Linked DNA regions of Danio rerio: region 2 is linked to region 1. Evidence: chromatin contacts called from public HiChIP or PLAC-seq data. All regions are on one chromosome and are shown on one strand. The core of a region is the stretch at or near the end of the contact, and the rest is flanking DNA. Distances in the headings are between cores, read along the strand shown. Region 1 holds the start of si:dkey-14d8.6. Region 2 holds the start of pou3f2a (POU class 3 homeobox 2a).

Region 1 (5,996 bases), core at 2,986-5,485:
TGCAGTGACTTCTAGTGGTTAGCTAATGTCATAACTGCGTTTGTTTGCACTCCATTAGTAGTTCTATGTTTGACCTGTTTGTGAGTAGTGCATCCAGTTTAGAATAATCTCTGGTGCTTTGTGTTAATGCATTCAAATTCAAAAGTTTATGTATTTTTTATTATATTTTTTAGGGTACCAATAAATAAAAGCATGCAAATAAAATATGAATCATTCAGTTGATAGGTTTTGTAAGAAAATAGACAAATTCAATGATTTATTTTATTCTGTTGAGCTGATGTCATTTCTTTCTTCTCACAGTCTTGGTTCACTTCCAGATTTCCCGCTTTTTAAGAACGACACACATTTACAAGAAACACCAATCTTCAGTGCAGCCAGTGAGGTAGGAAATCTTTCCTTTTATAACTTACGTTGTTGTTGTTTTTTTACCTTATTGTAAATATATAATTTCTTGATCTAATTCAAGTATTATTTATTTATTCATTTATTTATTTGTTTATTTATTTATTATTTATTCTGAAAACAAGTAATTTTGGTTTTTATTTCAAACTATGTTGGTTTAAGAATGTAACAACATAATATTGCAAAACAAAATGGTTATAATTCTCATAGACCAAAGAAGAAAAGTTTTTTTTTTAGGCATTTAAGCCTAAAAGTGTGATATAGCTATAGGATTTAAAACTTTTCATACACACCTTTGAATTTCATTCTACAGAAGTGGTGCAAAGTCTGGTTTTATTACAGAACGTTGACCTTTTCACAATTTTAGAATTGTTATAACAATGCCCTTAAACCGTTAACGAAGTTCTTACAAAGTCTTACGAATATCTTACGAAGAACATTTTACAGCGAAGGTATTTAAACGATATGACACTTTATAGTCAGCCAGTGAAGAAAAAATACAATTTGCTTGATATGATCATAATTTCTAGGCTTGATGAACTTTAGCAACTGGCCACTCTTGACTTACTTGTTTAATAAAGATGACAGCAAGCCAGCTAATAGAGCATCACAACTGTCCAGTCTGAATATGGTATGAATGCATGTACTAGATTGTCTGCATCAGAAACAGAAATGTTGTTGGCAGTGTTTCTAAGAAATCTGTTTTATTAATATGAAAAAAATGATATTCAAAAAAAGTTGCTCTCCATAATGAAGCAACATTACATCCTTCTACTACCAAATTGTACAGTATTATATAGGCAAATGTGTGCAGGTGTTTGGTGTAAATTTGCTGTCTTATCTCAATTCTAAAATGACTGATCAATCTTTGATAACTTTAATAATTGATTATATGTAGACAACACAGTGGGGTAGTTGGTAGTGCTGTTACCTCACAGCAAGAAGGTCACTGGTTCGAGCCTCGGCTGGGTCAGTTAGCATTTCTATGTGGAGTTTACATGTTCTCCCTGCGTTCGCGTGGGTTTCCTCCGGGTGCTTCGGTTTCCCCCAAAGTCCAAAGACATGTGGTACGGGTGAATTGGTTAAGCTAAATTGACCATAGTGTATGAGTGTATATGAATGTTTCCTTGTGTTGGGTTGCAGCTGGAAGGGCATCTGCTGCGTAAAACGTATGCTGGATAAGTTGGCGGTTCATTCCACTGTGGCGACCCCATATTAATAAAGGGACCAAGCCAAAAAGAAAATGAATAAATTAAATGTATAGCTGAAAGTCATCAGCATAACAATCAAAACTAGCCAAGTATTTTAATAATAACCCAAGCTTCAGCATGCAGGTTGAAAAAAAAAAAACATTAGAGGGCCTAAGACAGACCCTTGTGGCACTCTGTACTTTACTGCTTTGCTGCCAGGGTAATTCTGTAACTGATCTGTGAGAACTTTGTGTTTTGTTTTGTTGAACACAGCAGTAAGACTAAAAAAACTAAAAATGAGAAGCAGCCTTGCAATCAAAACGCAATCAATATTAAGCAATCATAATGTGCCTCAAAATAGTAATCATTTAAAACGTGCAAGATATAAATTATGAAGAAAGAAAATTAACTCCAAGAATGTAAAATTCCCCAAAAACATTTCACATCCCAATCTATTCCCAAATATAAGCAATATTGACTTTATGGTTCCAACACTGTTATAATTGAGAAATAACAGACTCACGCAGAACTTATGTGACTGAAATGTATTGATAAGTTGATACAAATTTCTTTTTCACTAATAGTCACCAGTTTGACATTGTGTTAAGTCTTGTATTCATTTCAGGTTTTAATTTGATTGTATTTGCATTTGAGAGAGTCTCAGCATTGCAACTTGGCACAGTACCGATACTTCCAGCGACGGTCTCTGAAAAATAAAACAAAAAGACATCCTTTTATTGGAATATGACATTTTTACATGCTGTTATGATTACAGCATCATATTTGACTGTCTGTTAGAAACCTTGTCAAATTTTGACAATAAACAAATAGTCAATATTTGAATTAATTAAACATTCAAGAGAGAATTCTATGCAACATTAGCCAATATTCATATTGACATTAGAGGATGTGTACTTACTCGTGTTTATTCTCATGGTAGCTTTCAGCACCAGTAAGGAAGTGTTGGTTTGGGACAGTCCAGTGAAAGAGCTCATCAAACCAGTTTACATAAGTGGTCCACTCACACTGACCAGTACAGACGCCGTTACCTCTACAGCAATAGAACTGCCACCTGTATAAAGATATATAATAATATTTCCTCAGGTGAACTCACATAAAATGTGGAAATCAGTCAAAAACCAGAGCTCACCTTCTGTCCTCGTGTTTATCACTATGGTAGCTGCTCATTCCTGACATGATGTGATTTGGTGGACACTCATAGGTGAACTGTTGGTCGAAGTCATTGACGTACGGAGACAGAAAACAGTCTGAACCAGAGCTAAAGGTGTCTTTACAGCCAAACTCCCATACCCGGTCTTCATATTTATTCTCATGTTGGCTTTGGTTTTATCAGGAGGCAAGAAAACAGAGAAGATCGGTTTTATTTTCTGATCATAAACAAATACACAGTAAAAAGTGATTAATTACTTAAAGCGAGTAAACCAATAGCTTAAAAAGCAACACTTTCACTTTACAAAAATATTGGTCACACTTTACAATAAGGTTCATTAGTTAATGTTAATTAATGCATTTACTAACATGAACAAACAATGAACAATACATTTACTACAGTATTTGTTCATGTTATTTAACATTAGTTAATGAAAATACTGTAGTTCATTGTTAGCTCATGTTAACTCATGGTGCATTAACTAATGTTAACAAGCATGGACTTGATTGTTAATAATGCATTAGTAAATGTTCAATTATGATTAATAAATGCTGTACATGTGTTGTTCATTTTAGTAAATGCATTAACTAATGAACCTTATTGTAAAGTGTTACCAAAACAATGTAAGTAAATCCATTGTAACTGAACTGTTGACTTAATATTTTTTGCTAATTGTATTCACTTTTTTCACAGTCAACTAATAATTTTTTACAGTGTCAGACAATTTTAGCACGTCTGTTTTTAAATAATTGCCGCAATTATTACAACATTATTATTTGGTGCTTCATTAAGTCTATAAAATCTAAACTTATAGCCTGTATTATATTTAGAAGACACACTTCTGAGCAGGAGTCTGGAAGAGCGGATTTATTTTAGTTACTGTCATTTTGCTAGATACTTTTATCAAAAAAAATTAGCATAAAAATTAAGCAAATAAAATTATCAAATTAATTAGCAAAAGTTTAAGTCAACTTAACAGTTCAAAGTTACAATAGATTTACTTGCATTAATTTTGTAAAGTCAGCTTGTTGCTTTTAAGGCAATTGGTTTACTTGTTTTAAGTAACTAATCACTTTTTACAGTGTACTTAAGTACTGTATATTATTACTATAATAACATTTTATAACATATACAACATTGGTAAAATGTCTTATAACTATGAGGCTGCATTGGCCCATGATATATTACCTTTTAGTTTATTTATGTTTCAACACAGTGTTTATACCTTAAAATCTGCACCTTCTGCTTTCCACTCACCTCTTTACATAGGATATGGACTGTCCTGGAGGACACTGAAAATTCAGGGGCTGATCATAGGAGTTTTCCCAGCGTAACTCTGTAGGATGTAGTTTGGACAGAACACTTAGCAACAAGCATAGAATAAATTCATTAAAATAATTAAACCGTTTCTCACCTTGTCCATTGGCCAAGAGAGCGGTCAGCAGCAGAAATACAGCAGCTCTCTGCATGATGTTGTCTTGTCAAATTAGAAGACAATCTGAGAGGAGCGTGCAGCGTTTATATAGAGCTCAGAGCTGATGGTCACAGATGCATCATAAGGTCGGTTATTTAACAAGCAGCTTCTAATCATATTTGAACAGGTGTTGACCTTCACTATTTCAAAGTGGATTCTCACAAACTGACTTTGAAAAATACTTGTTTTTTACAAGAGACTTTAAATGTATACCTATACAGTATAGAGTGGATAAATCTTTAAGAAAAGGGACTGACATCTAATTGCAATTGAATCGTTTTAAAGATACGAACCTGTATTTCGTTTCAGACTTCATAAGTAAATAATAAATATTTCATTAGTGACTTAAAGGTTTTTTGTTGTTGTTGTTAAAGCCCCAGTATGTTCAAAATGAACACTTTGTTTAATGAGTGTTTGCACTTCCTGCTTAAGCAAATAAGCAAAACATTGATTTGTTGAAATATTTTAATAGCCAACATTTTTAAGAATTAAAATAAAAAAGTTTTTTATTTCAATTGTCATGATTAAGTAACAAATGAATTTACTATGAGTTGTTCCTGCATGTCAAAGTAAACTTGTGCTATTCAAGCATTTGAAGCATCTTTCAGCCTAAATTATGCTTAATCTTGATGTTTCATTTATTTATTTGTTAAAAGCCTGCACTGGATTAATTTGTTTTTCTGTATTTGTGGGAAAATACTTGATGTGCAACTTTACCAGTAAACATTGATAAGCAGAGTTGTATAAGAAACCTTACTATCTCAGTTTTTTAAAAGCAACTTGACATTAAATCTAAAGTTATCTAAGACGCGTTATGCAAGTTTATTTTATTATTATTATTATTTTATTTTTATTTTTTTAAAGAAAAGAATCAGGGTTTTGTACAGAGTGTAAATGTACTTAATATTTTACTATTAAAAAGTGTTTAGCCAGGGTCTGAAATAATTACATTCATTATAAATCATGAAAGATTATGAAGTTTTATTTATTATTTAAAACAAATCTGTTGTGGTGTTATGCATATTCTGTGTAACTTAATTATTGTGTAATTCATTAATGGCATTAATAAATAAACCGACCAGTAGAGTAAATTTTCCACAAGCTTACTGGCAAAGTAGAATGATTAGGACAAATTAAAGTACAGTGTTTTGTTTGCAGGGGATTTTCTATATTTCAAATGCTTCTGAAGGAATTAACATAATTTCATAATAAACAGGAACCTTATAACAGAGCAACATTATCAACAACTCTTACTTTTATTTACAAAGTCACACAGTTTACATTAATTAAATGTTTGGCCATGTCTTTATGTCACATATTTATGCATAAAGCTCAGTGACATTGAGGTAAATCGGTGTTCACTCAAAGTGATGTTTCTTTGGAGTCTCTGATCTCTGTGACGGGCGGCTGGAATGACAGGATCTCTGTAAAAGTGTGACCTGCAAAGTAAACAAAATAATGAATGATAGTGTGTTTGAATAACACACACACACACACACACACACACACACACACACACACACACACACACACAGACACACACCCACACACACACACACACACACACACACACACAATTAATATATATATATATATATTTTTTTTTTGCTGCTTGTTCAAACTACTTATTTAATATGAGTTGAACAAACACAAACTTTAAGTTGTTTTCCGAAAAACGTATTTTATGTTTACTTACATTTTTAATAACAATTAAGTTTAACTTAATTTGTGTTGGGACAACATGAAGGAATTGTGTGGA
Region 2 (5,680 bases), core at 3,122-5,621, 210 kb before region 1:
CATTAGCCTAATATAAACCTTTTTATTGGGCTTGTTCTAAGTTTATTTCTTTTCGTTGTTAATTTAATTCAGTTTATCTAATTCAATTGTATCTTGTCATATTTACCTGACTGTACCCTGAATATTTACCATATTTACATGTGTGTAAAATATGTAAAAATCGTTCTGCTTAAGTTTTGAAAATGTTATTTACTTTATTCATTTAATTGGTTGGTTATGCGAACGTTAAATGAACGTTAATGAATACCATGTTGCTGACATTACGAGAAGTACTAGGCTACTTCTGAGTGTTTTCTGAGTACTCCAAAGTACACTTCAAAACCTTTTTAGATAATTCGAACACGTTCCATGAACGTTATACAGTAGCATGACGTGTTTGTGTTGACCAGAAAACTAACAAAGATTCTATCAAGTCAATAACAGAACGTTCGAAATATTTCCGGGAACTTTGCTTGTTAGCCAACCGTGACTTTAATTTGAACTGGTTTGTTTGAGGCACAACAAGTAATGTCTACGTTAATATTTGGCTTAAGGGAACACAACGGATTTGAAGTGAGGTTTCAAAGTTGATCTACGGCCCCGAGAGACTCATCTAAACATGTTTTATGTTCACCTGCACAACACGACAACTTTCAAAGGTAAGAACTCTCTCTCAAACATTAGCTCGTCAGAAAAAAACTCGGTTAGCCTACACGTTACTCAAACGATTTACAGTTTACAGCTAAGCTAATAAGACGATTTGGCACGTTTAAAGACTGTTACTATACTTTGCTACGATATATATATATATATATATATATATATATATATATATATATATATATATATATATATATATATATATATATATAAACAAAAAACACTAGTAACCTAAAATATTCTATGACAACTTATTTGGTTTCAGATTTACGCATATTTATAAAATATATGCTCAGTTTATATATACGGATTAATGTTTTTTAACCTACAATAGTAAACGAAAACAAGCAAATAGTAGCCTAATATTTCAGTTTCTCTAGGATAGTGTCAATAGATGGCGCTCGCTTCACAGCATATGCTCATTTAGGGGAAACACACACACACACACACACACACAGACACACTAATGCGGCTTTTTGCAGTTTTTTAAGGCTTTTAAAATTCCCAAGGCCTTAAATTTATATTTAAAAAACACAGCAAGAAAAATAAAGAAATCTCGCGTCTATTGTTTTCTGATGTTTTTTTTAAATTGTTCAATGACGGAGCAGTAAATCGATGTTAAAGAAATGTCTATGATTAAAATACATGTATCGCCTATTAAAATTAGGCTACATATTTTTTTTCCGTTTAAAATATTACTAATGAAGCATTGTTATTGTTATCTTGACATTTCCAGGTAATATTTCAAAGTCATTTGAGATATTTTATAAATAAGTCCTATTATGAAACAGAAAAGCGTCATAAAACATTCACTCGCAACCTCTTTTTGTACCATCTAATCCGTCTCCATTAGCAGTGAAATGGCAAACATTTGCAGATCGAAACGAAGGAATTGTAAAGGATCTACAGCATCATCTCATCCCGAGGCAACATTATATTCAACAGCCTTGATGCTCACATAATGTGTGAAATTGTGAATCCATTTATCTCGAGGATCTCCATTCACGGGCCACAGACTCATGAGAGGCACTTCTTTATATAAAAATGTATTCATTTAATGACAAAAGGCTTTTAAAAACTGTGCAATTTTTTTTCTGTCAAAACCAAAGACATTACCGGTCTCAATAGGGCACACTGACAGCTTGTGCTTTGGCAGTGCCAGGTTAAGTGCACAAATATACAAGTATTCACAGAGCAATATATATATATATATCAAAAATAAAAATGAAAACGCACAATGTCCTTGTTTTTCGATGCAGGCCATCAGATAATTGTAACACAGCTGGTGTAATAGTAGTTCTCGTTAAAGGAAAAGACAAATTCGGGATAAACACAAATAGCAAACAGATACAAACATGTTGAGGCTTATACATTTAGTTGACGCACAAAATCACACAGTTTAATAATAATTGGCAATAAAATGGCCTGTATTATTATTATTATTATTATTATTATTATTATTAGTCTTTGTTTTTACAAATCTGGACATTATTTCTGCATTATTTCAGCGTTTCTAGGAAAATAAATTAATTAAAAACTTGATTTGTTTTTATATGCAACATGAGTCTATTTTGGTTTCTTTTAGAATTTATAAATTATACAGAAACTAAAAATGAACGAAATTACAAAAATGATTGATTAAAAAATGCTATTTAATAAAAGAGCCCCTGCCTCAATTTTTTGGATGCTTATAAAAATGATTTAAAAACAACAACAACTGAGTGGATAATTATAAAGCTGGTATCATTGGATTTCTTTTTGAACAGTCATTTCGATGATCCACAGCAGCGCGATTCTAGAGAGGCTTTAATGTTTCCTCAGGCCTCTGTTTTGCACCAGCAGTGTGAATCCGTGATCTGCATGAAATCGGACTGCTTTGCCTGTGAAAAACACACAGCAGCACTTGGCAGCCTTTGTTGTGACCGAAATGAGAGAATTGCATTAATATTTTGCAGTGATACCTTTATGTGCATGTAAATAATATTTAAAAAGACAAGTAAAATAAAATAATAATTTACATTTTTCGATTAGTTTGAATTGTTGAGTCCTTTTATTTAAATAATTAAAATAAATATAATAATAATAATAATAATAATAATAATAATAATAATAATAATAATTATTATTATTATTATTATTATTATACTTTTAATTTATTGCATTTAGCCTAATTATGCAGGTGAATAAATTAAACAATTTCGATTAGTGTTAAACCCTTTGTGATTTTGTTTGGTATTATATTCGACTATTTTGGAATTCTGGAACATATAATAATAATTATAATAATAAATAATAATAATAATTAATAATAATAATAATGAAGCATTTGCCATTAATATTCGTAAGAAAACGTAGAGCAGACACTGCACCGGATTAATATCAATCAGGAATAAACCTTTTGTGGTCATGAGGGGAAGATGGCGCGCCCCTGACGCCTTTTCACAGCTTTCGGTTGGAAGTGATATGATGCTTTCACAGATCCCCGGACTTGAAAAGAAACCTCTTAAATAAAAGAATATATACGTTCCTCTTCAGATTCTGCGCGCCCCGGTTTGCTCGCGTTTACTCGCGCCCGTGCCCGTATATTGTTTGCGCAACCACGCGCGCTCGGAGGTGCCACACACAGAGACGCTTCATCACCGTCGGTCCGCCCAGAACGGGCTTATGACCGGGACAAAGAGACAGTCGGTTATGTGCAATCCTCCCCTCTCTCACGGAACAGGTGTCTGCGCCCCGTGGTGAGGCGAGGCGTCCCCGTACACATCCTCGCTCCCGGCCATCGGTCCATTTTGGGGCGTCATCCGCTTCTCCTTCTGCCGCCGGTTGCAGAACCAGACCCGCACCACCTCCTTCTCCAGCTGCAGGCTGTCCGCCAGCGAGTTGATCTCGGACGCGCCTGGTTTCGGGCACTTGAGGAAATGGCTCTCCAGGGCCCCTTTGACACTCACCTCGATGGAGGTGCGCTTTTTCCTTTTTCTGCCCTGCGCGGCGATCTTATCCAGGCTGGTCGGGCTTCCCGAAGTGGAGTCCGCCTCCTCCAGCCACTTGTTCAGCAGCGGCTTGAGTTTGCACATGTTCTTGAAGCTCAGCTGGAGCGCCTCGAACCTGCAGATGGTGGTCTGGGAGAAGACGTTGCCGTAGAGGGTCCCCAGCGCGAGCCCCACGTCCGCCTGCGTGAAGCCCAGCTTGATCCGCCGCTGCTTGAACTGCTTGGCGAACTGCTCCAGGTCGTCGGAGGTCGGCGTGTCCTCGTCCGAGTGTAGGCTCTGCGGGTGGCCGTGCTCGCTCAGATGCGGGCTGTGGTGCTCCTCGTGGTGCATCTCGCCGTAGCCGGGCTGAGAGTAGATTAGGCTCTGCCCGTTGGAGGTGCTCATGCTCGGCATGTGCGCGGTGGTCGTGGCGCGCCAGGCGGCCGTCTCGTGATGCTGGCTCTGCGGCACCAGATGCGCTTGTCTCGGCGAGTGCTGCAGCTCCTCCACCGGCTTAATGTCCTGCTCGCCCAGCGGGCTGGCGGGCCACGGCGACCCCTCTCCCCCGTGAGACAGCGCCGCCGTCAGCCACTGGTGCGCGTGGCCGAGCGTGCCCCCGCTGCTCTGCAGGGTGGTGTACTCGCTCTGCAGCAGGCTGTGCGCGTCCCTGTAGGCCGGCGGCGGCGTCTGCTGCATGCTGCCGGGCTCCGCGCTGGACGTGAGGATGCTGTAGTGGTTGGACGCCGCGGTCGCCATAGTTTCCACAGCTACTCTGTGCCACAGGCGGCTCCCCAGCGCGCCAGAGCCGCGAGGACGCAGAGGCGCGCACCTGAGATCCGCCTCGCGCCGCTGTCGATTGGTCAGACGCGCCTGACAGATGCGGCAGCGGCGCGTTCATTGGTCGCGCCAGACTCGACGCTCAAGCCGCATCCCATTGCGCTCTCCTGAAAACAAGCACACAGGGATCAGCAGTGACAGGGTGCAGTGGGCGCATTGGGCTCCAGAAGTACCCAGCCTGGCTTTCGTTAAGTTGAAATATTTCACAATTTATTATTGATATGCTGTATTGTTTTGGAGTAAATTTTTTATGTAGCCGCACTGGTAGAACTAATTCTGGCTTGAATTTGCTGTTATTGGTTATGGTTATCTTTTGTCCTAAAATGATTATTAATATCAGCACTGAAAACTACCATGTGAAAAACATTTGACTTTTTTATTGGAGTGTCTAATGAATATCTAAAAATTTCTGTAGCCAAAATTCATTTTAAAGTCAAAATATTTAAGAAGTAAATTTGACATTTTAGTAAAATATGTAAACAGATTATGTGATTTAACATAAACAACAGATCTATTCAGCAGTCTAATAAATGTTTGACATTAAATAAACTTGATAAAGTAATAAAAAAATCATGCAAACAAAAGACTTATAATGAGCAAAATTAATTAAAATGTAAAATGTAATTAGTTTTAAAATGTGTTTTTAAATCTTATAATACGTTACAATTAACGGATGAAAGAATTATTTTTTTTAGTAATAATAATAAATAAATTGGCACAGATTAAAACTTAAGGAAATTATAATTTCCATGCTCTTATCTAGCATTTTTAAATAATTTACATAAATTTACAAACTATATTGTGTACAATTACAAAACAATTTACAAAAATATTTCAAACAAGAATTCTAAACTGAGCAGCATTTAATAATAAAATATGCTATAATATATATGTATTAAACATGTTCAAAGCATTTCATTAAAACACGAAATGGTCCATAATATGTATATTAATGTTAATTTAAACCTTTATCTGACATAATTTTACAACATGAAGTTATCATGTCATCCCTTTCACAATAATTCGAGAGATTTAAGTTTATATTTTTCACTGTTTATTAAATGCAATGTTATTATTAATTATGATCAATTATTAAACTACTTAATGTTACTTTTATGACAGCATAATTTCATCATTTTAATCGATAATTCGTCATTTGTTTTAGTTTATTTAATACAAATCAGTAATCAAAGTGTTCAAGCCAATTTTAAACACTTAATGATGATGATGATGAT

What was found. HiChIP or PLAC-seq counts read pairs in DNA pulled down with a chosen protein or histone mark.
Region 2: a contact with region 1 is called in an H3K4me3 HiChIP or PLAC-seq map of embryo, with 3 times the contacts expected there. The contact joins the promoter of pou3f2a here to the promoter of si:dkey-14d8.6 in region 1. A contact is called at or near these places in 1 of 18 Hi-C or Micro-C datasets (hematopoietic stem cells) and 1 of 4 datasets of contacts at active chromatin or transcription factors (embryo).

Annotation. Positions count from the first base shown.
Region 1 is chr4:5,952,536-5,958,531 of GRCz12tu, reverse strand. si:dkey-14d8.6 reads right to left here and starts at 4,235. Exons shown (of 5, transcript NM_001044839.2): 1 at 4,178-4,235; 2 at 4,021-4,099; 3 at 2,743-2,931; 4 at 2,512-2,664; 5 at 2,123-2,298. The coding sequence starts at 4,232. The coding sequence ends at 2,253. mapk12b (mitogen-activated protein kinase 12b) reads right to left here. Exons shown (of 12, transcript NM_001044841.2): 12 at 5,389-5,676. The coding sequence ends at 5,600. LOC101884942 (soluble scavenger receptor cysteine-rich domain-containing protein SSC5D) reads left to right here. Exons shown (of 16, transcript XM_021475421.3): 8 at 301-382.
Region 2 is chr4:6,164,403-6,170,082 of GRCz12tu, reverse strand. pou3f2a (POU class 3 homeobox 2a) reads right to left here and starts at 4,371. Exons shown (of 2, transcript NM_131289.1): 1 at 2,769-4,371; 2 at 1,665-2,741. The coding sequence starts at 4,364. The coding sequence ends at 3,351. It also overlaps a transcript of tmem63a not described here.